Linked DNA regions of Mus musculus: regions 1, 2, 4, 5, 6 and 7 are each linked to region 3. The links are chromatin contacts, called in public promoter capture Hi-C maps. All regions are on one chromosome and are shown on one strand. The core of a region is the stretch at or near the end of the contact, and the rest is flanking DNA. Distances in the headings are between cores, read along the strand shown. Region 1 holds the start of Cnih4 (cornichon family AMPA receptor auxiliary protein 4). Region 2 holds the start of Desi2 (desumoylating isopeptidase 2). Region 3 holds the start of Sccpdh (saccharopine dehydrogenase (putative)). Region 4 holds the start of Adss (adenylosuccinate synthetase, non muscle). Region 5 holds the start of Hnrnpu (heterogeneous nuclear ribonucleoprotein U). Region 6 holds the start of Wdr26 (WD repeat domain 26). Region 7 holds the start of Cox20 (cytochrome c oxidase assembly protein 20).

Region 1 (4,162 bases), core at 1,065-3,564, 1.5 Mb before region 3:
TCCTACTCACCACTTTCCCCACATACTCATAATCAGTCAATGCCAACACAATTAACACTATAATTCAAATTCAGAAGACTCTCAACTCGACTGGTTTACCTTCCAATCTTTCTCATTTTCAATCTACTCTGTAGATTCATCTTTCTAGCAAACTATTGCCTTTTGAGCATTTAAAGAAACAGAATTATATGTTTTATCACATATAACAGATTTGAACATATATATATATATATATATATATTGTAGAATGATAAAACCTAGTCAATCAAGATGCTTCCCTTCTCATGGTTACTTTGTGGTAAAATCAGTCTACTTTCAGTCTTAGCATTTTTCACAAGTGGGATACCTTGTTAACTGTTGTCACCAAATAAATGTATTTCCTCGTTTTATCCATTCTGTGGAGGCACTCTACAGCTGAGCCACACCCTCAGATCAACAACAACAAAAAAATCTCATGAATTTATTTCTAACAGAAATTGTGTATCCTTGACCTAAAGTCATTTTGTTTATGTCAAAAGTTTGCAGCGACTCCCTACTGCTTGCAGGATGAAACCCCCCCCCCATCTGATCTAACCCTCCTTTCCCATCTGATCTCATGATGACCCTAAGGAACCATGAGCTCCTGATCTTTACCCATCACACAAAAATAAGCATGCCTGCCCTGCACCTTGCTCTGACCAGTGACTGCAAATATCTGTCCCCTTTCCCCTGTAGATTTCTTCACTATTCTAATTCCACACACTCCTATAGTTTACATGAAATCTACTCTGACCATTTCCCACCTACTCTCTGTAACGCAATTACTCCAACAATCCTACAACACTGTAAAATCTGAATTCTCACCAAAATGTGCCCTGACTGTGTAACCACTGTTCAACATTCCAGCTAACATGTACATATATACATGATCTGTTATACACCAAGACTGTTTTAATGATCAAATTTTCCAAACTACAAAAATAATAAAAAATTGTTGTTGCATTTCTGTCAAACAGCTCTGGTCCCTTATATCATAAGCTAAACAATGGTCATTGGAACTTAGGTAAGAGATCTTGCCCTTTTATTCAGTTCCTCAAAGCTAATAAAACACAGGGCTCTTTGCATGAGAAATCATCAAAGTAAGAACTGCTGCTAGATAATTTCAATTGGGCAGCCACTGGGTGTTTGACACAAATTCTCACTGTGTATATTTAGGAAATACATATCTACAATCCTAAAGAAAATCGAAGCAGGTAAGATACAGTACTGGGCAAGGTTCATAGTTCCAAAGTTTGTTTCTTCCTATTAAGACAAACTGTCAGTTCATCATAAAAGCGGGAAATATATTCTGTGCAGCCATTCCAGGGCTGCACAAACAAAAAGTTCAATTCGATCAGAAAAGAGGACGTGATTTCATAGGGAAAGGGGCAACAGCCACAGGTCCTGGAGCACTTTACTAGTCATATCTAATTACTTAAAAGTGGTCTGTGCATTACACTACTGCATTACAGCAGCGTGCTGTAACAAAGACTATCATCCCCCAAGGACTGAGAGTACTGAAGTCACATCACACAACTACTACAGTGCTAGGCTGAAGAACACCATGTACTGGTCTGGAAAATACTGTTTGAAACCTGTAACAGAAACAACTATAGAAAATACTGAATGTTAACACGGATTTTATATATATATATATAAAGTTTAGAAACTGGGGATTAAGCCACAGGTATAGTTACTGAGTTTACAGATAGTCCACTGCGGAAGGCAACCAGAAACACTTTGTGGATGCTTCTTTCAAAAACCCTAAAGAACTGCACGTGAAGGAAGCACACCGCCAGTTCTTGGAATGAGTCATCTCCTGGGTGTGGGGAGTCTCCAGAAGGGCAGACACCCACAAGGACAAAGGGGCAAGGGTGCTGCCGGGGACTAGAGAAGGCGGCAAAGCCTCAGGCCGGCCGGCTATGCCCCTGAACGGCTTCGCTCTCTCGGGGACCCCCGGCGGCCCAGGCAGGCGAAGAGGAGGCAGGGGGAGCTGGCTCAGGCCCGCCCGAGGCGCAGCGAGGCTCCTCCGCTCGCGACCCGGGCCCGCGCCGCCGCCCCCTCACCCCAACCTGCCAGCGCCCGCCGGGCCCACCCTCTGCCCATTGCCCCGGCGGTAGCCCTGGGAACGAGCGGCGGCCGCGGCCCGCTTCAACCAAGGATACGAAGTAGACGGAGAGGAAGATGAGCGCGCAACAGTCGAGGAGCGAGAAGAGGAACACCACCGCCTCCATCCTCCGCCGCCGCTCCGCCCGTCAAACCAGCTTCGGGCCGCGCCGCTGGGATAGGCGGCATGCCGGGAGTTGTGGTCCAAAAACGCCACCTCCGCGACGCGATGCATGATGGGAAATGAAGTTCACTAGTGCCCAGGGAGCATAGCAGGTGGACCTCACCCTCATTTAGTATCCACTGCATGAAGTTACTCACCCTGTATGAAATTTTCTGTCTCTCTTTTACTTTGTATCCATCCTTCCTTGCCTATCATATGAAATTTTCTGTCTCTCTTTCACTTTGTATCCATCCTTCCTTGCCTATCATTGTTGGTTTCTGTGGAATGCGCTTTGTATGCGAGTGGTATGATCTTGCTCTGTAAGCCCAGCCTGGCCTCTAACTTGGGTCTCTTTGCATTGGGATTATTGGCATAGGTCTCCACACATGGCTGCTTTAACGCCTGTTCTCTACCCTCCTGCATTCTATAACTTTTCATCTCAAATACAAAGCCACTGAGTTCTGCTCTTCAGTTCCTGACCTGTTTCCCCAGCACTTACCCAGTTGCTTGCCAATTCTTGATAACAGCAAGCTTTCTCACCTCTGAATTTGAAGAATTTTACAGAATCCAGTTATCAACCTTTTTTTAAAGAGGGAGGCAAATAATTTTTACTACACCCTTACTATAGACCAAGAGCTACTGTACACTTCAAGTGCAGAGATGAACAGAGCAAACAACTGCTCTGGTGGTTAAAAGGGCAATAAAGTAGCAACTAAATATTCAAAACAGAACTTGGGTGGGTTCTGTTGCCTTTGGAAGCCAATTCCAGCAGCCATTCACTCGCTCATCCATTTATTTAACTTTCATTTTAAATTTAAATTTAAAGCAGGTAGTGTATGTGAGGCACTGTTCTAGGTCTTAAGAGACACAATGAACAGAGAGGGGAGGCACCCACAAGCCTGCACCTTGCATAGTAAGTGTAGGGGAGATAGAATAAACCACAGAAATTAAAAGCAGTCCCAAGTACCCTGAAGGGCAGGAAGAAACCCCTGAAGAGCAGCAGAGACCAGGCTGAGGGTTTCACACAGGGTTGGACGATTTACAAGGAGCAGAGAGGCCCAAGACAGTAGGCACTTGCTGTGCTTAAAAAGAAAAAAGAAAAAAAAACAGGATGGGGTAGGGGGTGTGCTGGAGGGATGGCTCCCTGGATTCCATTCCCAGAATCTGGATGGCAGCTCACAACTGTCTGTAATTCCATCTCCACGGATCCAGCACCCTTTTTACCACCACACTGGGCCTGTCCTACATCCCTTAGATGGTCTTTTATCCTGAGAAAATGTAATAGCTCACACCACAATTAACCACAATTATTTTGTTTGTTTGTTTAAATTTTTTAATGTATGGGTGCTCTACCTGCATATATGTCTGCATGCCAGAAGAGGGCATCAGATACCAATATAGATGATTGTGAGCCACCATGTGGTTGCTTGGAATTGAACTCAGGACCTTTGAAAGAGATGTCAGTACTCTTAACCACTGAGCCATCTCTACAGCACACACACACACACACACCCCACCCACCCCCACCCCCGCTAACCACAATTATTAAATTACCATTTCCCATTATGATGAATTTTGTCTTAATTCTACCTAAAACTCAAAAGCATTGTTGCAATGTCAAATACCGGGAAATGTAGCATCAGGCTTTTCCACCTGCACACAAGCTCCCCAAGATAATGACTTAATGCTTCGGGTTATTCTCTAGCTCATAACTTAATTACCCAGCTTTTTTATTCTAAGTCCCGCTACATAATTGGTTACCTATCTTCAGTGTTATGCAACTATCTCCTTCAGCATTTGGGTATATCTCCCTTGTCTAACTATTTCCCAGAATTCCATTTCCCTTTGCCGGATGTCCCATCTTCTAATCCTGCC
Region 2 (3,664 bases), core at 275-2,774, 1.5 Mb after region 3:
AAGAGCTTAGAGCTGTAATTAAGAGCCAAGACTTCTTACTGTTGAATTTCTTCTAAGTACTTTTAAGCCAACAGAAATAATGCTGGAGAAATTTCATGTGTCAATGCATAGCCAAGAAATTTCAGGCTTTTCAGGGGAAGGCTATCCTTTACAAAACAAAAATTAAGTAACCAAAGGAGAGTGAACACACCCAAACGTAGCCTCCCTGCGGCGATCATTCTCTACCAGGTGCTTCTTCTAGGGGTATTATTGCACTTGGAACCTGAGGGGATCCAGCCTTTGAACCCTAGCCTGAATGTTTTCAGTTCTTCAAAGTTAGATGACATAATAAACAAGGCTGTCTTTCCCTCTCTAGCGGTCACGTCATCCACCTGTTGCATCACCTGGAAAGTGGCCTTCGGATTCTAGGATCACCTCTGTGATCGCTAAATAATTCAATGGCGCTATTTTCTACATAAATTTTCGCTTCTTTCATTTTTATGAGGATGCCTTGGAGGTGAGGGTGTATTGGCTCCGGTTCACCTCTGGGGAGACGCTAGCATCCGCATCGAAGCTGTGACTTTCTAGACTTGAAGGGCTTGAGAGTTGTCGGAAGCCTCGAGCATTTGGAGACAGACAAGGGCCAGCAGGAGCAGGGCAGAGGGGAGCTGAGCAGCTTAGAGGCCAGGTGGCAGTTGGGAGGGAGGTCGCCCTGCGACCGAAGCTTCGCGGATAGGACACGGCTCATCCGCCCAGGGGTCGGGCCCACAGCCAGGGGAGCTGAGGGCTGGGACGAGGCTCGAGCCCAAGCCCTCTTTCGGACTGACTGGGACACCTCCAGGAGGCGCGCGGGCCAGTCTCGGGATTAGAAGACAGCGCGACTGTCCCCTCCCCCCACCCCTGAGAACTAAGCTGGAGGCGGAGGCGCGAGGCAGGAAGCACCGGGCCGGGGTCCCGACCCCTGACAGGGCCGGCCAGCGCGGGCCGCCAGGGGACGCACTCACCATGTCGTAGACGTTGAGCACCACTAACTGGTTAGCCCCCATCCTTCTCCCCACGGCCGCCGCCTCGTCCTCCAGCCGCTCGGTCTCCGCGGGGCGGAGGCCGCTGCCACCCCCGCGGGCGCCTCAGGCAGGGCTCGAGCCGGGCACTAAGCGTCCAGCCCGGCCCACCGCAGCCGGGGCGGAAGCATCCGGCAGCCGGGACCGCTCCCGGGAGACGCTGTCAGAAACCTGTACGAGGACCCGGCCAGACAGGTGGAGAGGCAGCTCCAGCTCAGGCGCCTCCCCTCGGCCGCAGACACGTGGGGGAAGGCGGGGCCTGGGCGAGGGGCGGGCTTTAGGCACCCTGGAGGCGGGGCCGGCCAGGATCCAGGGATGAGCCCGCCTGCGCGTTGAGGCTCTCAGGCTCTGCAGCTGGAGACCTAAAATGGCGACAGGCCGGATGCCTCTTCACCCTGGTGGCTCGAGGTCGCAGAAAGACTACCGTTCCCAGAAAGCAGAGGGAGAACCCGCGATTCCTATTGGGCGTGTAAGCAGTCTGACTACATATCCCAGCATTCACCAGGATATTGTAGGCACTCACGTCTCCCTGGGAGACTACAGTTCCCAGAAAGTCCTGCGAAGAGTTTGTCAGGGGAACCTTCGCTGTTCGTCCTTGGCGAGCAGAGACTCCATTTGCCTTTTAGTTTTCAGTGCTGTTTCTGGTGTTTGTAGCGTGAGATGTGAATCCAACGCAATGTGAAGAAGTGATGACTAAGTTTTCCAAAGCCCTTCTGCTTTTTTTTTAATTTTTGAAAATATAGAAGTGAGGCAATAAAGGGAGGAAGGTTACCCTTGTAAAAGTAGGATGTAAGAAAGTCTCCTTTAACCCTCAAAACGGAATTCACATTTCGTGAATGACAGAAAGCTAGTCAAATATAAGAGAGCCAAGAATTCCAATTAGAGGAGACAAAAGTACATAGACATAAGACATGTTTTTTGTACTTAAGGAACAAAATAAAAGTTCTCTGTGGCTAGAATATAATGAGCAAAGAGGTGATCTGTGGACAGGCAGTTAACTGGTCAGAAGACATCCTGAGTTTTCAGTTAGCTGAGATTGAATATCTATTTTACATTTTAGATTTATCAATTGTGTGTGTGTTTGTGTGTCTCTGTGTGTGAAAGAGTGAAAGAGACTGAGAAAGACAGAAGACAGAGACAAAGACAGCAAGGGGTGCAGGTGACCAAAGAGGACAGAGGGCAGGGATGCTCTGCAACCGAAGTTATAGGCTGCTGTAAGTTGCTTGACCTGAGTGTTGGGAACCAAACTGAGATCCTCTGCAGAGCAACAAGTACTTTTAGTGGGCAAGCCATCTCTCCAAACTCTGAGGTTGGATTTTAAATGAAGAGTTGGTAGGGTTTGAGCCAAGGAACGACATGAATATGTACATAAGTCTCTTAAAAGATTGCTTGAGAGCTAGAGAGAAAGCTCAATGCTTAAGAGTACTGGCTGCTCTTCCAGAGGTCCTGAGTTCAATTTCCAGCAAACACATGGTGGCTTACAACCATCTATATTTGGGATCAGATGCCCTCCTCTGATATGTCTGAAGACAGATATGATGTACTCAGATAAATAAATAACTTTAAAAAATTAAAAATTGCTTGAGTTTCTGTGTGAAATTTTAATGAGGCAAGGGAAATAGAAACATGACCATTAACGTGGTAAATTGTAAAAGTGGCTTCTCAAATTATATATGACCTTTGATGCCTCTCTCTACTGTCTTTAGCAAGCTTTGGCTTGATTTGGTCAATGGGTTATTAACAGATATAATGCAAGAGATTTAAAAGGCACTTTGGATTTGTGGCTTGGTTTCTTCCTCATCTTGGGAGTCTAGTGACCAGCCTTATATTAAAAAGTGTGGACATTAAATTTGTTGGGGGAGTTAGGGGTAGTCTCAAAAATAGGTCCTGGATGTTTGACAAATTTGGGTAGATAGTATGTTATTCATAATATATCAAACATTTGAGGGAGAAGCAGGTTAGAAAGGGAAATGAAATTACTGTTAGGTCATGTTATATTTTCAGTGCCTTTTAGAGTCTCATGAGATGTTGAGTAGGCATTTGCATAAATGAAATGGAGTCACAACCATTAATCTGACTAAAATAAACATTTCAGTAGAACTTAAAGCCTAGAGACTTGTTGGGCAGTCTTTCTGTTGCTGTGATAACACCTGCTCTGACAGAAAGCAGCTTAGGGCAGAACAGGTTTAGGGGTCACAGTCTATCACAGAAGGAAGTCAGGACAGGGCAGGAACTTAAAGCAAGCACCTTGGAGGAGCAGTGCCTGCTGGCTCAATCACTGGTTTATGCTTGGCTAGCTTTTTTAAGAAACTCAAGACAACCTCTCCAGGGGATGTAACACCCAGGGTATACTGGGCCCTCTTATATCAATTAGTTAAGACAATACCCACAGGCTAATTTGATAAAGGTAATCCGTTAATTGGAACTTCTTTTGCAGATGACTATAGGCTATGTGAAATTAAGGGTTGAAGCACTAGGAAATATTGAAAAAATGCAGCTGGAAAGAAATATTAAAAGGGGGAGGAGGTGGGAGGTCAGGCTAAAGAAGGCAATATGGGGAGGACAACTAACATGAATAGCCTTTGGAAAAACCATATGGAAATGTACTATTGTAAAAGCATCAT
Region 3 (3,723 bases), core at 135-2,634:
TAAATGTCCAAAACTTCTCTGTCAAGGTTCTGTGTGTTAGCAATGGCAGCACAAAACAAAAGGCTGTGTTCCCTTGCCCTGACAAGGCTCAGTGTGGAACCATAAAACTGAATAGAAAGAATGAAGAACAAGTATGACTTGTCCTGGGTGGAGATTTAGTTGCCAAACTCCAAGGCTATGGGGTTCTAAGTCGGGTGCTTCCCCAAAGCAAAAAGGTTGGGTGTGTGTGTGTGTGTGTGTGTGTACACGCAAGAGCACCCACGTGTCCCTCCTCACTCCCATGTGTGCATCACAACACTTAGGACAAGGCCTAGCATGGAAAATACTACTCAATCAACATGTTGACTAGAAGCTGAAAGAATAAGTAAACATCCAAAACTTAAAAAGAAAAAAAAAATTCCCACATTTTTATTAAGAATAAGACGACTGGAGTGGAGGGTGGGGGTGCGAAGAGGCAAGGGCATCAGTATGTCCAGGTCAGCCCACACTGCCTCAAGCAATTAAAGTGAGAACTGCAGGCGGATTTCGACAAGCAAAAACACAAACTGAAAACCAGAAAAACACACACACACAAAAAAGCAAGCAGCTAGCGGGGTAACTCAGAAGCACGGTGTATATGCTTACCACGTTCAGAAGTGCTGAGCTAAATCCGTATCACCAAGCCACAAAAATAGGTGCACTATAATATTGCTAGTACAACTCAGCTTTCTTAATTGTCCCCAAGAGACAAACTACAATGGACCTCCAAGAAATCCGTGTCTTATTTCCCTTTCCCACAAGTACAAGAACCCTTCAAACCCATCAGAACAACAGAGATGGACAGAGGAGCCACTGAAGTTCTGAACTCTCTCTCGACAGTGGAGATCCCCAAATTGGGAGGGAGAGAAAAGCCTTTTCTTCTTTTTTTCCTTTAATTTAGGAGCGGAACAAGGCCCGGCCCGGCTCGGCCAGGCGAGGCGTCCGGTCCTCCCGCAGGGCTCGATGCAGGCGCACGCTAGGGAGACGCCCCTCGGCGACCTGCGCCCAGCCCGGCCCGGCCCTGCCCACCCCGGCGACCCCGCCGTGTTACCCAGTTTCTGGGCAGCCTTCTCCAGCACTTGCTGCAGCTTCTCCTTGGAGCGACCCGCCACGGCCCAGGGCAGGCGGGAGCTCTGCTCCGAGGCTATCTGCTCCCGGGCCACCTCCTCCGTCACGAACTGGCCGGTGAAGCCAGAGGCGCCGAACACCACCAGGTGGAAAGGCCTCTGCTCCGTCGCCATGACGAGTCCACAGCGAGCTGCAGCCCGGGGCGGGCTGAGTCCACCGCGCCTGCGCCTCAGGCCGGGACCCCAGTACCGGGCGCAGCAACCGCCGCTGTCCTGGCCGCCGTCGGCGCGGCTACAGCGCCCGGCTCCCTTCGGCCCACGCGCGGGCCACGCCCACAGCCACGCCCACGCCTCCTCGCGACCAAGCTGCTGCGCCGCATCCCGGGCCACCGGCCGGTGCCGCGCCGCCACATCCGGCTCGGGCTGCACGTCCGCTTCGGTGGCTGACAGGAGCGGCCGACGGCCCATTGCTGCCCGCCGCCCGGCTACCCGCATCAATCTGGCCACCCGAATCATCGCGTCCTCTTGGTTCCCCTGAAGCAGAACCAGGGCGGGCCGGTTCTTCCCGCTTCTCTGGGGGGATTGCGAAAAGAGACGGCCGGGGGGTCGCCCACGCCGAGAACTGGAGCTTGGAAGTCGGTGGCGGAGGAGAAGCTTATTAGCAATAAGGAACGCTGGTGACCCGAGCTGAGAGCATTGGACTGACTGTCTGTCATCCAGCCTTTCTGATGGTGTCAGAGACCATTGCTTTGGGCTAGGCTTCCTTTAAAAAAATTTTTTAAATTATTTTTAAGTTTGTTTATGCGTCTGTATGTCTTGTCTGTGCACACGCCCGTGCCACAGGAGCCAGGGGACAACTAGTCTAGGGATCAAATGTCAGGATCAGCAGTAAGCACTTGTGCCTACTGAGCTATTCTCGGAGCTGCTACAGACCAAACCTAATCGTGTTCGTTGAGACTTATTGTAGAAAGCAGAATGTCCATGGGGGTGGGTACAGCAGCTAGGCCAGGGTATTTAGATGACCACTATCCCATGAAGCCTCTCATTTGCCTTAGTGATTTTTTTTTTTTTTTTCTGTAAATATCACTTGACTTGAATTCCGTTCTGGATTTCTTAGACCCAGCTCTGGTTTTCAGGGCTGCCCAAATTGCTGATTATTGTTGAGCGTTGTTTGTTTGTTTGTTTTCCTTTGTCTTAAGCTTGCTTAAAGTTTTGTTGTTGCTTTTGTTTCCAGACAGCTTCTCTGTGGCCTCAGAATCTGGGTCCTCCAGTGTCAGTCTCCTGAGTCTTTGAATTACAAGCCTTCCACCCCACTTCCCACCCCACTCCTTTTCTTTTGTTTTTTTGAGACAGTGTTTCTCTTTGTTAACTCTGGTGGCTGTCCTGGGACTCTCTTGGTAGACTAGGCCAGCCTCCAGCTCAGATCCACCAGCCTCTGCCTCCTGAGCACTGGACCAGCTTCCCCTGCTGTTTTTTGTTGTTGTTGTTTTGTTTTGTTTTGTTTTTAATGCTCTAGTTGGTTTTCTCTCACGATCAAGAAATTCTTGGGGAATGAAGAGATGGCTCCACAGTTAAGCACACTAGATGCTCTTCCAGAGAACTCAGGTTCGATTCCTAGCACCCACAAGGCAACTTACAGCCTTCTGTAACTCCAGTTCCAGGGGATCTGGTACTCTCTTCTGGCTTCCTCTGGTACCGGGTACTTACATGATGCACAGAAGTACACACAGGCAAAACACACACACACAAAACCAAACAAAAAGAAAATATCTGATAAATTAACTTGCAAAGAAGAAGAAGTTTGCTTAGGTTTGCAGTTTGTGTATTTTCAGTCTTTAGTCAGATGTGCCTGTTGCTTTGGGTCTCTGGGCCTCTGGTAGTCTTTCTGGATGCCGGTGACTGGACTTCAAGGCAGAGAAAATTACTCTTATGTGCATTGGTGTGAGAGGATCAGGTGCTGGAGTTACAGACAGTTGTGAGCTGCCATGTGGGTGCTGGGAATTGAACCTGGGTCCTTTGGAAGAACAACCAGTAGCCCTTAACCACTGAGCCATCTCTCCAGCCCCCACAAACTACTCTTTTCATGGCCATGAAACAAAAGTAGAAGGGGCTGATGGCTCCTACATTCTCCCCTGTAGGCATCTCCCCAGTGATTTAAGGACTTCATATTAGCCCCCACCAAAGCTTCCACTACCTCTAAACTGCAGTTTCCCAGAACCTCAGGGTCCAGACCTAACACAAAGACTCCAACCCGCAAAAGAGATACTTCACACACCAAGGCTGAGGCCAGACTGTTTTGTGACACATGGTTATAATCCCAGCACTCGGGAACCAGAGGCAAGCAGATCTCTGTGAGCTTGAGGCCAGCCTGGTTTAGAGTGAGTTCCAGGACAGCCAGGGCTGTACAAGAAACCCTGTCCTGGGAATAAAGAAAAAAAAAGATTCTGAAAGTTCTACACATGCCTACTACGTGGGCCTGTAGTGGACATTCAACATCAAAGCTATAGTGTGCTATAGATATATTTTTGATTGTGAGCCTAGCCTTTAATGGCTGAGCCATCAAAGCTGGTTATTGTCTGACTGTAACAGAAAGTAAAAATAAAGGAAGACAAAGCTGGTAACATGGTTGGCACCACGC
Region 4 (4,106 bases), core at 1,000-3,499, 1.9 Mb after region 3:
GGGCCCACTGAATAACCCCCTTCCTCCACACCCTGCCAGAACATATTCTTATAGCTCTTTCTCTTTTTTATGGTCACAACAAGGGGAATGTTGATAGGTTTCCTCTTTTGGCCCTCAAATTGGCCTTAGCAAGGACTCCCAAATGAGTAGTCAAGCATGTGGGATGATTAAGAAGTACTCTGGATGGCCAGGCACTATCAGGCTCTAGAGACTTGTGGCAAGAATCCAGAAAAACAAATGACCTCAGTTCTCTATTGCTGACTCCTGTGGTTTCAAGGCAGTTGGCATGGTTTAACCAAAGTGGAGAGACTTTTAAAATGGCTACCAAGGGGGGGGGGGGGAGAAGTCAGGACCAGGAGAACAGAAGTAGTAGATCACCGTTCATGTCCCAACTGGTGATCTTGATTCACTGTGTTACCTGTGCTCAGAGGTCTTAGTATAGCATAGATTCTCCGTACTTAATGATAAGACCAGTACTGGTACAGTAAGTACTCCTATTATAATCACACCTGAAACCCTGCCCACCATAGAATTCAAGCAGAGACTGGTCTGATTAGTATATGAGTAGGAGAACTATGCAATGTAAAACTGGACTTTATAGATGCTCGGTGATCAGGACACTGGGAGACAGCACACAGGATATGATTCTATGCCATATGGATTTGTTTGTAATGGTGAGTATTAAATCCTAGGTCTTACATGTGCTAGCAAGCAATGAGCTACATTCTTTATTATTAGTCTTTTTTCAAAGCAATTATTTCCTTTACCAAAATTTAATGTCACAGTTTGGGTTGCAGTGAGAACATTAGATCAGGGCTGGAGAGGCAGCTCAGTAGTTAGGAGCACGTGCTGCTCTTCCAGAGCATCTGGATTCCCTCTTTAGCACCTGTTGTCTCAGTGGTTCTCAACTTTCCTAATGCTGTGACCCTTTAATACAGTTCCTCAGGTTGTGGTTGCCCCATCCCCCAACTATACAATTACTTCACTGCTATTTTATAACTGTAATTTTGCTATTGTTGTGAATCATAATGTAAATACCTAACAGATATGACATCTGATATGCAGTCCCTGTGAAAGGGTTGATTGACTCCCTAAGGGGGTCTCAACTCATAGGTTGAGAACAGCTGTATTTTCAGATGTCTCACGACCACCTGTTGCTCTGACTCCCAGGGATCTGAGGCCCTCTGCTGGCCTTCAGACAGACAGACAGACACACAACATGGTATGTGACCTCTCACACACAAATAATATAAATAAGTAAATAAATACATAGATAAACCCACATTAGATAGACAATAGGCACACTCTGTAATCAGTTACAATTAAAACACTGAGAAGCACCTAGGCTTACTCAATCTGCAAACTGTCCAAAGTACCATTTTAACGCCCATGAGAGGAACTGATAAGCTATTTAAGAGTTCGAAGGTCTGGGGGGCGAATAACTCAGTGGTACAGTATTCGCATCAAATTACAAGGTTCTGAATTTGATCTCCAACACTTCAACAGAGAAAAAATGGGAGAAGAGAAATTGTTTTGTAGAACGAACGTATTTTACAAAATATTGTAAACTTTAAGGTTGTGGGGATCAAATAACCCAGGTACATTCGGATATGACATAGGCAATTGACTCATCTTTGTGCCCCAGATACTGTAAAAATGGGAAGAGTTAGGATGCTATCTCTAGATTTCATTTTTACTGCTTTTAGTTTGCACTTTTAGTCCCTTTTCAGTTCTAAATTTATTCGGCTCCACTCCAGCCTCCACATATTTTTAAATCCCAGTTTACATTTTGTAAGGGTATTTCATTCTTTAAGATACCCAAGTGTTTAGACACAGAAAACCAAATTGGCTTTTAGAGACCGAAACCAGCCAACCCTGACACTGTGGTGCCATGCCTTGGCCATCTCACAGAGCATTGCATGCTGGGAATTGTAGTTCCACACTCTTTCACCCCCTTCCCTACCGCGAGTTTGAAAGGCCAGAGGCTGGTGGGCGGGCACAGAGGGCGGAACTCTCCGTTAGCCCCGCCCCCTGGCCTCCGCTCTCGCGCGGTTCTCCCCGGAGCAGCGCGCCAAGCCGGGGATGGGGTGTGGCCTCCGCCCTGGGGTGGCGGCAGTTGAGGCCGTGGCGCCTGCGGGCCGCGCAGAGGCTTCGGCCTGCGCCAAGTGTGGTCCCGCCCTGAGCGGGCGGGCGGCGGAGCGCGGGGCGGGGCCTGGAGAGAGGGTGGCGGCCCTCGGGGCGGGGGCGGGGCCGGCCTCTGGCTCCTTCTTCCTCCGCATGTGGCTGGTGGCGGCGCAGCAGTTGGGTTCACGTTCCGTTCTCCTGCCCCGTCTCCTTAAGGCTCTTCTGCCCTGCCGGGAGCCATGTCGATCTCCGAGAGCAGCCCGGCGGCCACCTCCCTGCCCAACGGCGACTGTGGCCGCCCCAGGGCGCGGTCCGGAGGGAACCGGGTGACTGTGGTGCTGGGAGCGCAGTGGGGCGACGAGGGCAAAGGGAAGGTGGTGGATCTACTGGCGCAGGACGCCGACATCGTGTGCCGCTGCCAGGTGAGGGAAGCCGGGCCCTTTCTGGGACGGCCGGCGCGGTGAGGTGTCACCTTGAGGTGCGTCCCTCGGGCTGGGAGCTGCGGGGAACCCCTGCCCTGGAGTCTCCGGTGACGCTCCGGGTGACTCTGGAGGAACCTGGAAGATGCGCGATGTTGGAGCTGCATTTCGGGGTCTGGGGACTGGGCTGGCGGTGCGCCGCGGGCAGAGTTGAGGGAGCTTCCGCCCGAGGCCTGCTCGGGACTCTGGCTAGACCCGGCCAGGCCCACCCGCCGGCGCGGACTAGGAAGGGTCCTTTTCCCCAATTTCCCTGAAATCGAGATTCAGCACTGCATTACCTACAGGCTTAGGCACGCAGAACCTCGCCTCCATCGGTCCACTTTGTTGATAGCAGAATCCGCTACGGGGCGATGAGACTGTTTGGGGCCCTCCGGTGCTTTTGTTTGTTTTTTGTTTTTAACTCGTATTTCATAGACTACTATTAAGGGGAGATCTGTTTTTATTACTCACCGGTCCTTAAGGAATCCCCAGTAAGTTGAAAAGTGAGTGTGAGGCAACTAAATACGGAGATTTCAAGTCGGATAATTTAGAAATGTTTACAATGCTTCGGTAATATAAAAAGTTGACTTTCAGGAAATCCAGTGTTTCCTACCCGGAGACACGTGGGTTTTAGTGTTAGTTTTTTTTTTTTTTTTTTTTTTTTTTCTTATTAGTCATTTGCTTTGAAGCAGCCTAGAGGGTAGGCCTTTGAAAAAGGCTCTCAGAAAACTATCATCCCCGTTTCAGAATTCAAAATAAATGAGCAGTTCCCACATTCAAAACAAGGTGCAGTGTTGGAAGTTAATGGTGGCGTATTTAGATTGTAAGAATTTTTTTCTCCCTGAAGGTACATGGTTTTGTGTGGGGGTGCCTTGTGGTCTAGGCTAATCGTGGAAAGCTTTTTTACCTAAAATTGAAACGTATGAAGAAACCGGCCTGTAAAAGGCCAGGTGCTTTGACTTGGGTCATCTTTTTACTGTGTGTGGAGCCCTATTGCTCCAACTGCCGCTTTACCACCATTCTTCAATTCACAGGGTTCTTTCACAGGTTCTTTCTCTTCCAGCAGCTTGTCTGGCAACATGCATATTTAATGGTGCTCTCACAGGTGTTGGCCTGGAATCTGACTCGCCTAGGAGGTGATCCAAAGCCCAGCCTTCACCTTTCACTTTTAAAATCAGATCTGGTAGCTGGGCTGAAGATTTAGCAAAGCGCCTAAACTCTTGCGGGGCAGAAGGATGGACTTGAGGACTGCTTGCTTTTTTACTTGAAAATGTGCACAGGTCCAGCTGCGTCGAGGAGTAGTGTGTGGTTGTACAAAGCCGTTGTGGCACTTCTCTAAAAGGGTTTCAAAATAATAGACCTTTAAAAAGTTATAGAATCAGTTTGTAGACTGTCGGTGTTACTATGTTACCAAGAAAGTGTTCTTGAGGGAGGTCATGTATCAGTCTGATCTGATGACTCTGGAATCCCCAGAGGAAAGATTGAGGAGGAGGCCAGCCGAGAAGTAAATGGTCAGACTTCTCA
Region 5 (3,966 bases), core at 1,089-3,588, 1.3 Mb after region 3:
TGAGACAGGACCTCCTGTAACCCAGACTAGCCTTAAACTCACTATGTATCTGACAGTGCCTTCACCTTATGATCCACCTCCCAAGGGCTGGGGTTATATACATGCGTGACGTCCTTCCTGCTGTCTCTTGTGGTGGCCAGCTCTTGTGCTTTTCTACACCACAATCAACTGGTATATGACAGATAACACTTTTTGATAGTGTTTATAGTTGGCGGGCTTCTCTAGTAGTCTTATCCCAGCACTTGGGAGGCAGAGGCAGGCTGATTTCTGAGTTCGAGGCCAGCCTGGTCTACAAAGTGAGTTCCAGAACAGCCAGGACTATACAGAGAAACCCTGTCTCGAAAAACCAAAAAAAAAAAAAATTAATTTTTTTTTAATGCATGAGTATTTCATCTGCATGCACACCTGAATGCCAGACGAGAGTATCGGATCCCATTACAGATGGTTGTGAGCCACCATGTGGTTGCTGAGAATTGAACTCAGGACCTCTAGAAGAACAGCTAGTGTTCTTAACTGCTAAGATGTCTGACCAGCCCCCCAGGGATAATGCTTTTTAAAAATGGTTGCAGCAGGGAGCAGTAATGCATGCTTCTAATTCCAGTGCATAGGAGGCATAGACAGCCAGCCTTGGCCACAGAGACCCTTCAAAAAAAAAAAAACCAAATAAACAAATCATTTTATTAATTGGTTAAATTATATTGGACAGATAGGTTTCATTTCTGTACCGTTAAGTTTCAGATGAACAGGAGGAATACAGGGACCACAGCTTTACTGCCAGAGCACCAGTGCACCAGTATATATAGTTTCACATTTTGGTGTGCTTGGTTTTTGTAAAGACAGGGTCTCAGGTATCTCCTACTGGCTTTGAACTTTTGTAGCCAAGGATGACAATGAATTTTATTGACTGAGTTGCTTAGTTGCTTAGCTTGAGACAGGGTTTCTTTGTGTAGCTCTGGCTGTCCTGGAACTGGCTTCATAGACAGGGTGGGGGTGGGGGTGAGGGGATGGGGGTGGGTGGGTGGGGTGCCTCTGCTTCCTGAGCGCTGGAGCCAAACTTGGGTGTCACCACTGCCTGCCTGGCTGACACTGAATTCTTGATCATCTTACCTGTATCTCCCAAGTGTTGAAATTATACACATGTACCACCAAGCATAGCTTGGGTGCAATCTACACAGGAAGGCCCCAGTGTAGAAATTAAATTCTATATAAAAGTTTCAAGAACACAACATATTTAATGCCAGAAAACAAATCATAATTTTTTTTCTTTTCTTTTTTGAGATAGGGTCTGGTATTCAACCCAGATAAGCCTGGAATTTACTAAGTAGCCCAGGCTAGCTTTTAACTCTTGATACTTCTGCCTCACTCTGCCAAGTAATAGAACTACAGGTGTTTTCTTTTTTTACTAAATCCCAGCCTTTTGTTACTACCAGTTTGTAGACAAGTCAGCAGGTATACAAACATGTTTAGAGTGGCTGAAAAAACAGGGAGAGGATCAAAGTGCATAATCTAGCTGGGTGCTGGCTGTCTTCCTCATCTGTAATTAAAGGGTCTCCAAACTGGTGGATCAGATTTGCAGGGGACAGAGGCCTATCTTTATAGTACAACGAGGGGAACTTCCATGAAAATCTAAGGCTTACTCAAAGGTCAATAGAAAATACGGTGAGTAGCAACACAAGGCCCGCTCTATATGGCTGTTAGGCATGGTGGAGTACAGCAAGCCTCTTTCCCAAACCTTGCACCACTGGTTGGGGAAGAGACAAAAGAAAGGCTCTGGCCTCGCCCTTGCGGAACTTAAAATAAGTCCGACTGGCAAGGCAGGACTTGTAAAATTTAAAAACGCAGTTAAATGGTGGAAAAACTAAACAAAACACCACCTTTGCATAACAATCGCCTATGGGTGTTCTACAGGGCAGCGGTGGAAACTTGAAGAGTTTTTTAAACCTAGAGCCGGAGGGACAAAAAAAAAAACAAAAACCAAAACAAAAAAAAAAAAACCCAAGAAACAACAACAAAAAAAACAACCCGAAAACCAAAAAACTAAACTAAGATGGAAGAAAGGAGGTTGTTCTCGAGTGGAAAATGCCAGGTGAGGACTGAAGGCGGGTGGAGGAGAGCCTCCGCCAGGACACAGAAGGCAGAGCGCCGGTGGAGCGCGGCGGCTCAAGAGCCGGAAAGGCCGGCGGCCACTGCGGCGGGTCCGTTTAACCGAAAGGTGGCTTCTAAGAGCCTCCATTTGCGCGGTCCGGCCCAGCGCGGAGGTCGCGCAGTGGGGGCGGGGCGGGGCCTGCGCGCGCAGCCGCTCTAGCGGGCCTCGCCTCGGCAGGGGGCGGGGCGCCTATATTACGTGCGCGGCGCCGCCCCTGCGAGAGGACGTTGCGTGCTCGCTCGCGCCGGGCGAGTCTCCGCGTCTTGCCTCGCGAACTCGGTGAAAGGAATTGGCGCCGTTCGACACCAGGCGGGTCCGTTCTGCAGCAGCACTCAGCCATCTCCAGCCGCAGCCGCCGCCCGGGCCGACCAGCAGCAGCCGCCGCCGCCACAGGCCGAGGGAGCCAGCAGTCAGCGGGGAACCGGGGCCCTCAACATGAGTTCTTCGCCTGTTAATGTCAAGAAGCTGAAGGTGTCGGAGCTGAAGGAGGAGCTCAAGAAGCGGCGCCTCTCCGACAAGGGCCTCAAGGCCGATCTCATGGATCGACTCCAGGCCGCGCTGGACAACGAGGCAGGAGGCCGCCCCGCCATGGAGCCCGGGAACGGCAGTCTCGACCTAGGTGGCGATGCGGCCGGGCGCTCGGGAGCGGGCCTAGAGCAGGAGGCCGCGGCTGGCGCCGAAGACGACGAGGAGGAGGAGGGCATCGCCGCTCTGGACGGCGACCAGATGGAGCTGGGCGAGGAGAACGGGGCGGCGGGGGCGGCTGACGCCGGCGCGATGGAGGAAGAGGAGGCAGCGTCGGAAGACGAGAACGGCGACGACCAGGGCTTCCAGGAGGGGGAAGACGAGCTCGGCGACGAGGAGGAGGGCGCGGGCGACGAGAACGGTCACGGGGAGCAGCAGTCCCAACCGCCGGCAGCGGCGGCGCAGCAGCAGCCTTCCCAGCAGCGTGGTGCCGGCAAGGAGGCCGCGGGCAAGAGCAGCGGCCCCACCTCGCTCTTCGCGGTGACGGTGGCGCCGCCAGGGGCGAGGCAGGGCCAACAGCAGGCGGGAGGTAAGAAGGCGGAAGGTGGCGGGTGAGTGTTGCGTGATGGGTGCGCGTGGCGGTGGGGACCGTGCCCCAGGCCTGCCGGGGCCCCTCGGGGCGAGCGCCGCGGGAGGGTGGGGGCGGGGGAGCCCCGGGAGGCTCTGCTCGCCATGCCGGCGGCGCCTCCATTATGTATGTCGGGCGCCGGGGTGGGGGGAGCGCTGCAGCTGCCGCGGTGGGGGGGCCGGCCGGGCGGGAGCGCCGGCCGCTGGGGCGCTGCGTGCGCGCGGTCCGGGCACATGTCGGCGGTGGGGGGAGGGGAGAAGCCCGAAGGTCCCGGAGCGGGCGGGCTTTGGCGGCTTAGCGCCGCGGTATTGTGCAAGGAGCGCAGGGGCTCGTGGTGACGTCACTTCCGGCGGCAGGCGCGGGGAGCGGGGCGGAAGCTCAGTACAATGCGGCGGCGGGGCACGCGGGCTCGTGTGGGGGAGGGGAGGTGGGCCCAGGCTTCCCCCCCCCTCGTTTGAGCGCGGCCGGCGCACGTGGGCCCGGGCGGTGTCCCGCTTTTTTTTTTTTTAAACTCTTTTTAAAAAATGCTTTCTGGAAGGTTGCGGTAGGCTGGCAAGTTCAGTCTTCAGACTGCGTCACTGTGTCCAGTCCAAGTCCAGACTTTTTTATTTTCATTTGTCGATTAAAAAAGTCAAAGAATCAGTCAGAAAAAAATAATCAGTAACAGCTCTTGAGGCTCGAAACACAAAAGGTGCTTAACTGCATTATTTAGTTTTCGGCCTGATGC
Region 6 (4,003 bases), core at 1,237-3,736, 1.5 Mb before region 3:
TCCTGGGGAGTCCTTAACAAGTCATAGTCCTACCAAAGGCTGGAAGCTGGGAGACACTCCCCTAAGGAGGTTCACTGGAGCTGAGTCTTTTTTTTTTTTGTTTGTTTTTGTTTTTCGAGACAGGGTTTCTCTGTGTAGCCCTGGCTGTCCTGGAACTCACTCTGTAGACCAGGCTGGCCTCGAACTCAGAAATTCGCCTGCCTCTGTCTCCCGAGTGCTGGGATTAAAGGCGCGTGCCATCACGCCTGGCAGGAGCTGAGTCTTGACAGAGAAACTCCACATAATCGGGCTGTGGAGAAGACAGGAGGTCTTCAGAAGAAACAAGCCTAGCAATTCGGCAACAGTGACAAAGGGTTCACAGAGATGGCAAGAGATTAAAACCTTTCCAGAAAGGTACACCGTACAATCTGAAACACATAATTTATGAGCTAACTAAAAATAAAATAAAAACAAAAGGCTTTTTAAAAGAGAGCTAGCCAAAAAGAAAGACTGAGATAAGACCAGATCCACTAGGGAATGCAAGACAACTATACATTTTTTTTTTAACATGTGGGTAACATGAGGTTACTAAAGCCTTCTGAATGTGAAGAACAGTATTCCAAAATTATTGCAAGTGGAGCCGAAACCTGTCTCTAAAGGCTCTAGAGTCAGACAATAAGCTCCCAATGTTTTACTATAGATAAAAGGGGCACATGCATATGGATTTCATAAATTCAAGAACTTCTAAGAGGCATCTAGGCTACTCTGAGGTGAAAAGCTGAGATGTGCGCACTGAGCCTGGATGGTGATGAAGTCCTAGTCATTGCTCCTCTCCTCTCCCCCTTTGTTAAGGAGTGGAAACCTGGCCTATAGTTAAATGGTCCTTTTCTTTATAAAAGCTACAGACTTTACTCAAACTAAGCTCCTGACTTGATCCACCTGAAGGTTGCTAGGAACCAGTAGATTACGATAAACCATTTTTCAGAAAGTAAATTTTGCCTAAACACTAACAACCTTCATGATAATGAGATTTCTAAAGTTGCTGTACAGGGCTCTATGAGGGCATTGACTATCTAGTAATTCTGGCTCTGCTGGATATACTGTCTGTGCCCTATGAACCTCAGCTAAAATGAAGGTCTGTCTCAGGTGAATACAAACACCGTATGTGAGTCACTTTGCAATTACAGCTGACACCTGAAAGCATATTTAAAGCATGACAGCCACAATGCTAGATCTCTGTAAGACTGCCCTGGTCTCTGTCTCTCTTCCCAGTCTCAAGATGAAGAGAGCTCAGGATTCTTGACAAATCATAGGCTAATTTTTATTACACTTCTAAATTTAAAAAAGGCTGTCCCCAAAGACCTAAAAATTACTGAGCTGTGAGTGTTGTAAATTTCAGAGACATAAGATGTATTGCTTAAGGCTGTTGGGTCTGTTTGTTTGGTCTTTTTGTTGTTGTTTTCCTCCCAAATGGAAGTCACGTCAGGAAAAATATCTGTCCACACCAGGTCTACATGCTACGACCCAAGTCCATGAAACTGACTAGGGCCCCATGGACCATTTGCCACAGAGTAACATAGTTACTCAGTTCTCTGCTGCTGTGTTTCTCCACTCAAGAAAGCCGTTTAAAGCGCTGGGACAGTGAAACTCCGGCCACTTGAAAATTTCAAACCAGAATCTGAAACGGTGCCCCAATCCCACCCCTCGGTCAGAGGTACAGGAACCAGGAACAAGACATCTGAGCGAGCACTTAAAAGAAAGACAAAACAAACCTAGTAAAACTCCAAAGCAAAGCGCCTCTACACACCCTCAGCCTTTGAAACGTCTTGCCCCCACGAGTTGTTGTTTTTCCTCCCAGAGGGAAGGCAGTTTACGGCCGACTTCGCCTTCCCAGGGTGGAGCACACTCAGCTCTGCTGTCATCTCCCTTGTCCTGGACTGACACGGATACAACTGTGTGTGGTGCTTGGCTGTGCAAGTTCAAGTGTTTCCACCCTAAACCGAGGCAGTGGTTAAATCCTGAGTGCAGAGCAAGAAGCCGGTGGCCAGGGGCCTAGCACACCCTTGTGCTCGAAGTCACAAGCTGCAAAACCAGGCCGCCGGCGGCCCCACCCTGGCCCGTGCCAGTGCGTCTGCGGCCCCCTCCACGCCGGCCGCTCGCTCCTTTCTGGGTCACTCAGGGTGCAGGGCGAGGACGTGATCTCCGCCTCCCACCCTGCAGGGCCCCGGAGCGAGGCTGCGAACTTACTGCAGGCCGAGCTCGCACGCCTGACCCGGGGAGCCAGGGCGGCCTCGCACAGGCGGGCCAGGTCGTGCTGAGTCGCGCCTCCCCGCCGGGGCCGGACCCCCACCCCCGGCCGCCCTCGCCTTCACCCCACGGCCTCACCCCGGCCGCCGGACACACACGTGCCGGGTGACAGCCCCCTATAGGTTCCATACCTGCTGCCGGAAGTGAGCGAGGAGGGCAGTATAGGCATTTCCTGTGACGCCAGCGCCCGGACTCCATTAGACAGCAGCTGGGGGAAGAATCAACACACCAGGGAGCGGAGCGGCGCGGACCCAGCACCGAGGCGGCCGCTGCCTCCGCCGCCGCCTCCGCCGCCGCCGTCCGGGCTCCCAGCTTCGGGCCCGCGCCCCCCCCAGTGCCCGCGAGCCCCCGGGCCGCGCCGCGAGCGCCTCCGGAGGGGGGGGGAAGGGCCCGGTCCTCCTTCTCCCCCTCCTCCCGCCCCGCCGACCCCCGCCGCGCCCCGCCGGCCTCCCACCACGGCCTCTCTCGGCGAGGAAACTCTGGCCTCCGCTTCCTCCTCCTCCGACTCGGACGCCGGCGGAGCCTCCCCGCCCCCGCGAAAGAAGCCCCGAGCCTCGGCGGCGGAGGGAGCAGGAGAGCCCGGGGCCTCGGCGGGCCGAGCAGGCCTCCCCCCCCCGCCCTCGCCCTCGCCGGCCGCCTCCTCCTCCTCCTCCTCCGTGGTGGTGGTGGTGGGACTGCCTCCGGCCGCCCCCGCCGCCCCGCAGCGGAGCAGCGGCCACAGCCTGGTCAGCGGCGGCACCATGCAGGCCAACGGGGCGGGAGGAGGCGGCGGCGGGGGCGGCGGGGGCCAGGGCCAGACCCCGGAGCTCGCCTGCCTGTCGGCGCAGAACGGGGAGTCGTCCCCTTCGGCGACGTCCGCGGGGGACCTGGCCCACGCCAACGGGCTCCTGCCTGCCGCCCCCTCCGCCGCTGGCAACAATAGCAACAGCCTGAGTGTCAATAACGGGGTTCCCGGCGGGGCCGCCGCGGCCTCCGCCACCGCCGCCGCCGCCCAGGCCACCCCCGAGCTGGGCAGCAGCCTCAAGAAGAAGAAGCGGCTCTCGCAGTCCGATGAGGATGTCATTAGGCTCATAGGACAGCACCTCAATGGCCTAGGGCTCAAGTAAGTGTCCGTCCTACAACTGGTGAGGGCCAGGCCGGGGCCGAGCGGCCGGGTGGGTTGCGGGGACCCCGGGGCCCAGTGCGCAGGAGGCCGGGGACAGACAGCCCTGGGGGGGGGGGCGGTGGAGGGGAGGTCTAGGAAAGGGAATCGGCCCGATGTCTTAAGGCCAGCCGAGCCGCCTGGGCTGGGGAGGGGTAGTGGAAACCCAGGGCGACCCCTCCCCGCGCACCTCCAGAGCAGGATTGTCTGTCCGGGAAGGCGGACACCGAGGTTGTTTATGCTGGGGGAGGGGTGGATCAGAGCGGTGGAAATAATGAACCTTGGAGGATTTGTTTTTCAAGTGTGTCTCAGAGGCATCTTTGTGGGACACCTCCCCACCCCCACCCCTGACCGACAGCAGCCCAGGCAAACTACCAATCAGGAAGGACAGTCGCCTACAAGTGTTTATGGGAACTAAGGGGCTGGCATAATTTGGAAAGAGGCTGTCGAGTAAATCTGATGGGAATAATGAAGTCAGATACCCAGTGGAAGTCATGCAGACAGAGGCCGTGTGTGTGTGTGTGTGTGTGTGTGTGTGTGTGTGTGTGTGTACACACTAGAGGCCTAGCACTAGTA
Region 7 (3,665 bases), core at 117-2,616, 1.3 Mb after region 3:
TGAACAGAGGTGGTAAATAAGCACCTTTACCTTCTGAGGATTGCGCTTGCTTCCACATCTTAAGTCCTAATACTACCATTTTTCTGTTGCCTTGCAAGACTATATTAACTAGATGCTCCTGATTTTACTTGAGTACCCACACGCTCATGGCCACTGTTTAGGCAAAGATACACTTAGATTCCATCTCACCGGGAATCTTGAGAAAACATTTACAGTAATTGGCTTGCTGTTCCACTGGCCTGGGGATTTGGCAGTAGCAACGTTCCAGTAGCAGTGTCCCCTCCTTTTACGGATTTAACATTTGTGACCTGTTATCAGCTGAATACCATTTATTCGACTCCCTGTTTGTGAGACTATTCATCTGCTTATTTGGTCTTAGTCGGTTTTGCAAACCGACCAAAGTATCAAAGTATTTTCAAGTAGTTTCTCTTGCTTCCAAAATCTTTTCTGAGACAGGTTTTAGGTTTACTTTGTAGCCCTGGCTATCCTGGAACTCACTGCCTCCTAAGTGCCTGGTTAAAAGGTGTGCCCATCCCAAGCCTTCATGGCTTTATTTTTCAGAGCAGAGTCTTTTTGTCAAACCCACTGTTCAATTTCAGCAAGTCTAGATGAGCTATGAAGCAAACACTACATTTGACCTTACTTGTGCTAGCAAGTTTTCATTTGATAGGTAGTGTTTTAGTTGTTTAACAAAAGACATCTTTAGACACTTGACCATGGCTTAATTAGTCTCCACTTGGGACACCTTCCTGTAGCCATTCTATCAGGCCTAGCAGTTCATGGCCAAACTGCAGTTTTATCCCGGCTGGCTTAAATGGATGAAATTCGACTGTCCCGTTACCCCAGTAGGATGTCGGCTTCATGCAGAGTGGAGATTTCGTCTTTTTTAATAAGAGGTCAAACTGCAGTTCTCACATTGAACTAACAAATCTATACCTTACCTGTGAGTGTGCGCTCCTGTGTTGTGCAAGGAAAAGGACTGATTCACTTGCTGGCCCAGAACTCACCCCTGCCTCAGCCCTCAAAGTGGAGATTACTGGCATGCACCATCACGCCCAGCTCTCCAGAGTTTTCATTTCCCCTTTATTAGCCCTTTCTACCAAATCCAATGCTAGTTTTGGATTAGTCTCCGTTTTCTGACCCTGCAGGCCTGCTCTTCACTAGTTTAACTGGCAATTTAGATATATCCGGGATATGAGGACTAGATCGCTGATATACCTCGCGGCTATGGGATGGGTCTAGGAAACCGGGTCGCGGCCTGCGCACTGCACACCTCCCCCCACCCCCCCTTGCCCCATGGCGAACATTACCTTTTTCTCCGTCTCGTGGGGCTCCGGGGCGGCCGCCATGGGCACCAGTCCTCTCCATCGCCCCGCCCAGGCCCGCGACGGGAGCAACACGGGCTCCGCCCACCCCATCCCCGCGCGGCGGCGGCCATCTTAGGGAGCGTTCCTGGGGCTGTCCGGAAGCCCGCCCTGGCACACTCCTTTGTTCCATGGAACCGGCCACACTGTTTTCCAACCCGCAACCGACCATGAGGAACGCGAGTGGTGGCAACCTAGAGAAGCGCCACCGGTTCCTGTCTCGCAGGCAGGGTGGCCCGAGTCAAGGAGCACCGAGAAACTCGCTTCCCTCAGCCCCTCCTCCGCCTTAACCGCCATTTCAACCGTTGTGCGCGTCCCCGTGCTGGGCGCTGAGGGCGGAGCCGGGGCCGCGCGTCGCGCGCCGCTTTGTCCTCTTAGAGGGCGGGAGTCCGGGTTTGACGGCCCCCGCACTGCCGGAAGTCGCCTGGCGCTGTTTCCGCGGGCCTCGTTCCCAGCTTGTCCTTTGTCCTAGCTTTGGTGACCTTGACAACCTCCCGCACCCCCGCCTCGGTCCCTCGCGGCGGCCTTCCAGCGCCCGCCAGGCCCACGCCCCTCCCCCTCCGGCCCGCAGATTTAGGTTAAAAATAGCGCGCCGCTCGCGTGGAGGAGACTCAGGACAAAATGGAGGCGGCCGCTACCTAGGGGGCATGCGTCAGGCGGCAAGTGCCTTCCTTCGGGAGGGAGGCCGTGGGTGACGCGACGGTGACATAGCGGGTAGAAACCCAGACCGTGGGTCGTTTGGGTCCAAGTGTCAGCCAGTTCAGCAGGCGATGGCGACTCCGTTTTCGGGTTAATGTCCTGGCCCCGGCCTTTTGCCTTTCTTTGTTTACCTATTTCCCGATTTGGCCTCTTCCGTTCCAAACGGCCCTTCCCCGGAAAATGTCCCGGCCTGTCATTGTGCAGAGTCATGCCGCCTTTCATGTAACGTGCTGCACGCTACTTGCCCGTCAGTGTTAGCTGGGAGGGTCTCATCTTAATTACCATGCGGACTGCTTACTGTCTTATTCTTCATGCTCATTAACTGCTTTTCGCCAATCCCAGGGGGTAAAAGTGATTTATATTTCTCTTTATGCGTAGTAAGTTGTTTTTTGTTTTTAAGGAAGCTGAACAGTTACAAAGTGTATAATGCTCTAATATTACTAGGACTAGAAAAGGAACTGTTATCTTGACAGTTTGGGATACTCTACTGAAATTCTTGGCTAGCCAGGCTTTGAATTTTTGTCTGGAAGGTAATATTTAAGGTTGTAATATTCCATAAAGGAGAGAGGAATTCTTTTGCATTCCTAATTGCGGTATAAAGGACGTAACGGGAAAAATACCGAGGAAATGGCGTTACCGTTTTACTTGTGACTGAGACGTTGCTAGAGTATACTGAGTTGGAGTCCATTTCACTTGTTTGAAAAATGTCATGGATTCGATAAAGTTTCTTAATTTAACGAAAATAGAATATTTTTCAGTTTTGTCTTTTAACAGTTAATAATGAAAAGTAACAAGCTCACCCTTCTCCTTCTCCCTGAAGGTGTGGATGAAAGAAAACGACTTTGAAGAGAATAGAGTTTATTCTGTAGTAAAATGTAAATGATCATGACCCAAGGACAGGATTCAAACTGCCCCCAAACCATATTCAACATAAAAGTGTTACAGTCTTATGAGTTTTATATGGTAACAAAAGAGATAAGACACTTCAGTTTATGGAATGTCTCTGGCTATTGGCCTTAGATTTCATCTGATGACATTCTCAGTCTTTGGGATTGGTGGAAGTTAGTGTTCTGTTTATACATTCCAGAAGGACAGTCACAAGGATAGATGCTAAGCTATACATAGAAGTGGGCAATGAATGGCTATTAAGGAGGCCAAGGATAGCCTAAGATAATTTAGCTCCAGGCTTGCAGCATTCCAGGTCTCTCCTGTCACAGTAGAATCAGCCTTGTAGAATTTTTAACTAAGGATTGGGGTGAGTGGTTGTGTGGTTTCCCCCTCATAGGAACTATAGTTAACAAAGGAGTTAACTGTTGTGTTCTTCCAATCTGTTTTCCTTCTCTTAATTAAAATTATTATGCAAATACATTTTGGAGTCATTTAAAATAACATTAGATGCAGATGTGTTGGCTCTGACCTAAAAGCCCAGCATTCTGGTTGAAAGAGTAGGTTTCTTGTGACTTCAAGGCCAGCTACAAAGTGAGGCTCTGTCTCACAAAAAACTGATAATAACAATGGAGGGTTTGAAGGTATAGCTCAGTGGGTAAAGAGTACCCAAGGCCTTGTTTTTGATTTGATACCCAGAACTGTTAATATATGCAC

The links. Promoter capture Hi-C pulls out the DNA fragments that hold promoters and counts their contacts.
Region 1: a contact with region 3 is called in a promoter capture Hi-C map of hippocampal neurons, with 2.8 times the contacts expected there. The contact joins the promoter of Cnih4 here to the promoter of Sccpdh in region 3. A contact is called at or near these places in 5 of 39 promoter capture datasets (hippocampal neurons, liver, neural stem cells and 1 more).
Region 2: a promoter capture Hi-C map of liver shows a contact between it and region 3, with 5 times the contacts expected there. The contact joins the promoter of Desi2 here to the promoter of Sccpdh in region 3. A contact is called at or near these places in 4 of 39 promoter capture datasets (liver, pre-B cells and stem cell-derived epiblast-like cells) and 1 of 115 datasets of contacts at active chromatin or transcription factors (astrocytes).
Region 4: a contact with region 3 is called in a promoter capture Hi-C map of liver, with 2.3 times the contacts expected there. The contact joins the promoter of Adss here to the promoter of Sccpdh in region 3. A contact is called at or near these places in 2 of 39 promoter capture datasets (liver and pre-B cells) and 1 of 115 datasets of contacts at active chromatin or transcription factors (astrocytes).
Region 5: a contact with region 3 is called in a promoter capture Hi-C map of hippocampal neurons, with 3 times the contacts expected there. The contact joins the promoter of Hnrnpu here to the promoter of Sccpdh in region 3. A contact is called at or near these places in 10 of 39 promoter capture datasets (the 3T3-L1 cell line, the HPC-7 cell line, HPC-7-derived erythroid cells and 5 more) and 4 of 115 datasets of contacts at active chromatin or transcription factors (astrocytes, bone marrow-derived macrophages, embryonic stem cells and 1 more).
Region 6: a promoter capture Hi-C map of liver shows a contact between it and region 3, with 4 times the contacts expected there. The contact joins the promoter of Wdr26 here to the promoter of Sccpdh in region 3. A contact is called at or near these places in 2 of 39 promoter capture datasets (hippocampal neurons and liver).
Region 7: a contact with region 3 is called in a promoter capture Hi-C map of liver, with 5 times the contacts expected there. The contact joins the promoter of Cox20 here to the promoter of Sccpdh in region 3. A contact is called at or near these places in 5 of 39 promoter capture datasets (the 3T3-L1 cell line, HPC-7-derived erythroid cells, liver and 1 more) and 1 of 115 datasets of contacts at active chromatin or transcription factors (astrocytes).

Annotation. Positions count from the first base shown.
Region 1 is chr1:181,149,083-181,153,244 of GRCm38.p6, reverse strand. Cnih4 (cornichon family AMPA receptor auxiliary protein 4) reads right to left here and starts at 2,314. Exons shown (of 5, transcript NM_030131.3): 1 at 2,184-2,314. The coding sequence starts at 2,252.
Region 2 is chr1:178,185,277-178,188,940 of GRCm38.p6, reverse strand. Desi2 (desumoylating isopeptidase 2) reads right to left here and starts at 1,524. Exons shown (of 5, transcript NM_024282.3): 1 at 984-1,524. The coding sequence starts at 1,025.
Region 3 is chr1:179,665,892-179,669,614 of GRCm38.p6, reverse strand. It overlaps Sccpdh (saccharopine dehydrogenase (putative)), which reads right to left and starts at 1,384. Exons shown (of 12, transcript NM_178653.3): 1 at 1,070-1,384. The coding sequence starts at 1,259.
Region 4 is chr1:177,794,652-177,798,757 of GRCm38.p6, reverse strand. Adss (adenylosuccinate synthetase, non muscle) reads left to right here and starts at 2,249. Exons shown (of 13, transcript NM_007422.3): 1 at 2,249-2,546. The coding sequence starts at 2,364.
Region 5 is chr1:178,336,187-178,340,152 of GRCm38.p6, reverse strand. Hnrnpu (heterogeneous nuclear ribonucleoprotein U) reads left to right here and starts at 2,338. Exons shown (of 14, transcript NM_016805.3): 1 at 2,338-3,200. The coding sequence starts at 2,582.
Region 6 is chr1:181,210,461-181,214,463 of GRCm38.p6, reverse strand. Wdr26 (WD repeat domain 26) reads left to right here and starts at 2,486. Exons shown (of 14, transcript NM_145514.5): 1 at 2,486-3,388. The coding sequence starts at 3,027. It overlaps Gm38664, which reads right to left and starts at 3,028. Exons shown (of 6, transcript XM_011238899.2): 1 at 2,965-3,028; 2 at 2,418-2,654. The coding sequence starts at 3,028.
Region 7 is chr1:178,316,854-178,320,518 of GRCm38.p6, reverse strand. Cox20 (cytochrome c oxidase assembly protein 20) reads right to left here and starts at 1,366. Exons shown (of 4, transcript NM_025511.2): 1 at 1,311-1,366. The coding sequence starts at 1,349.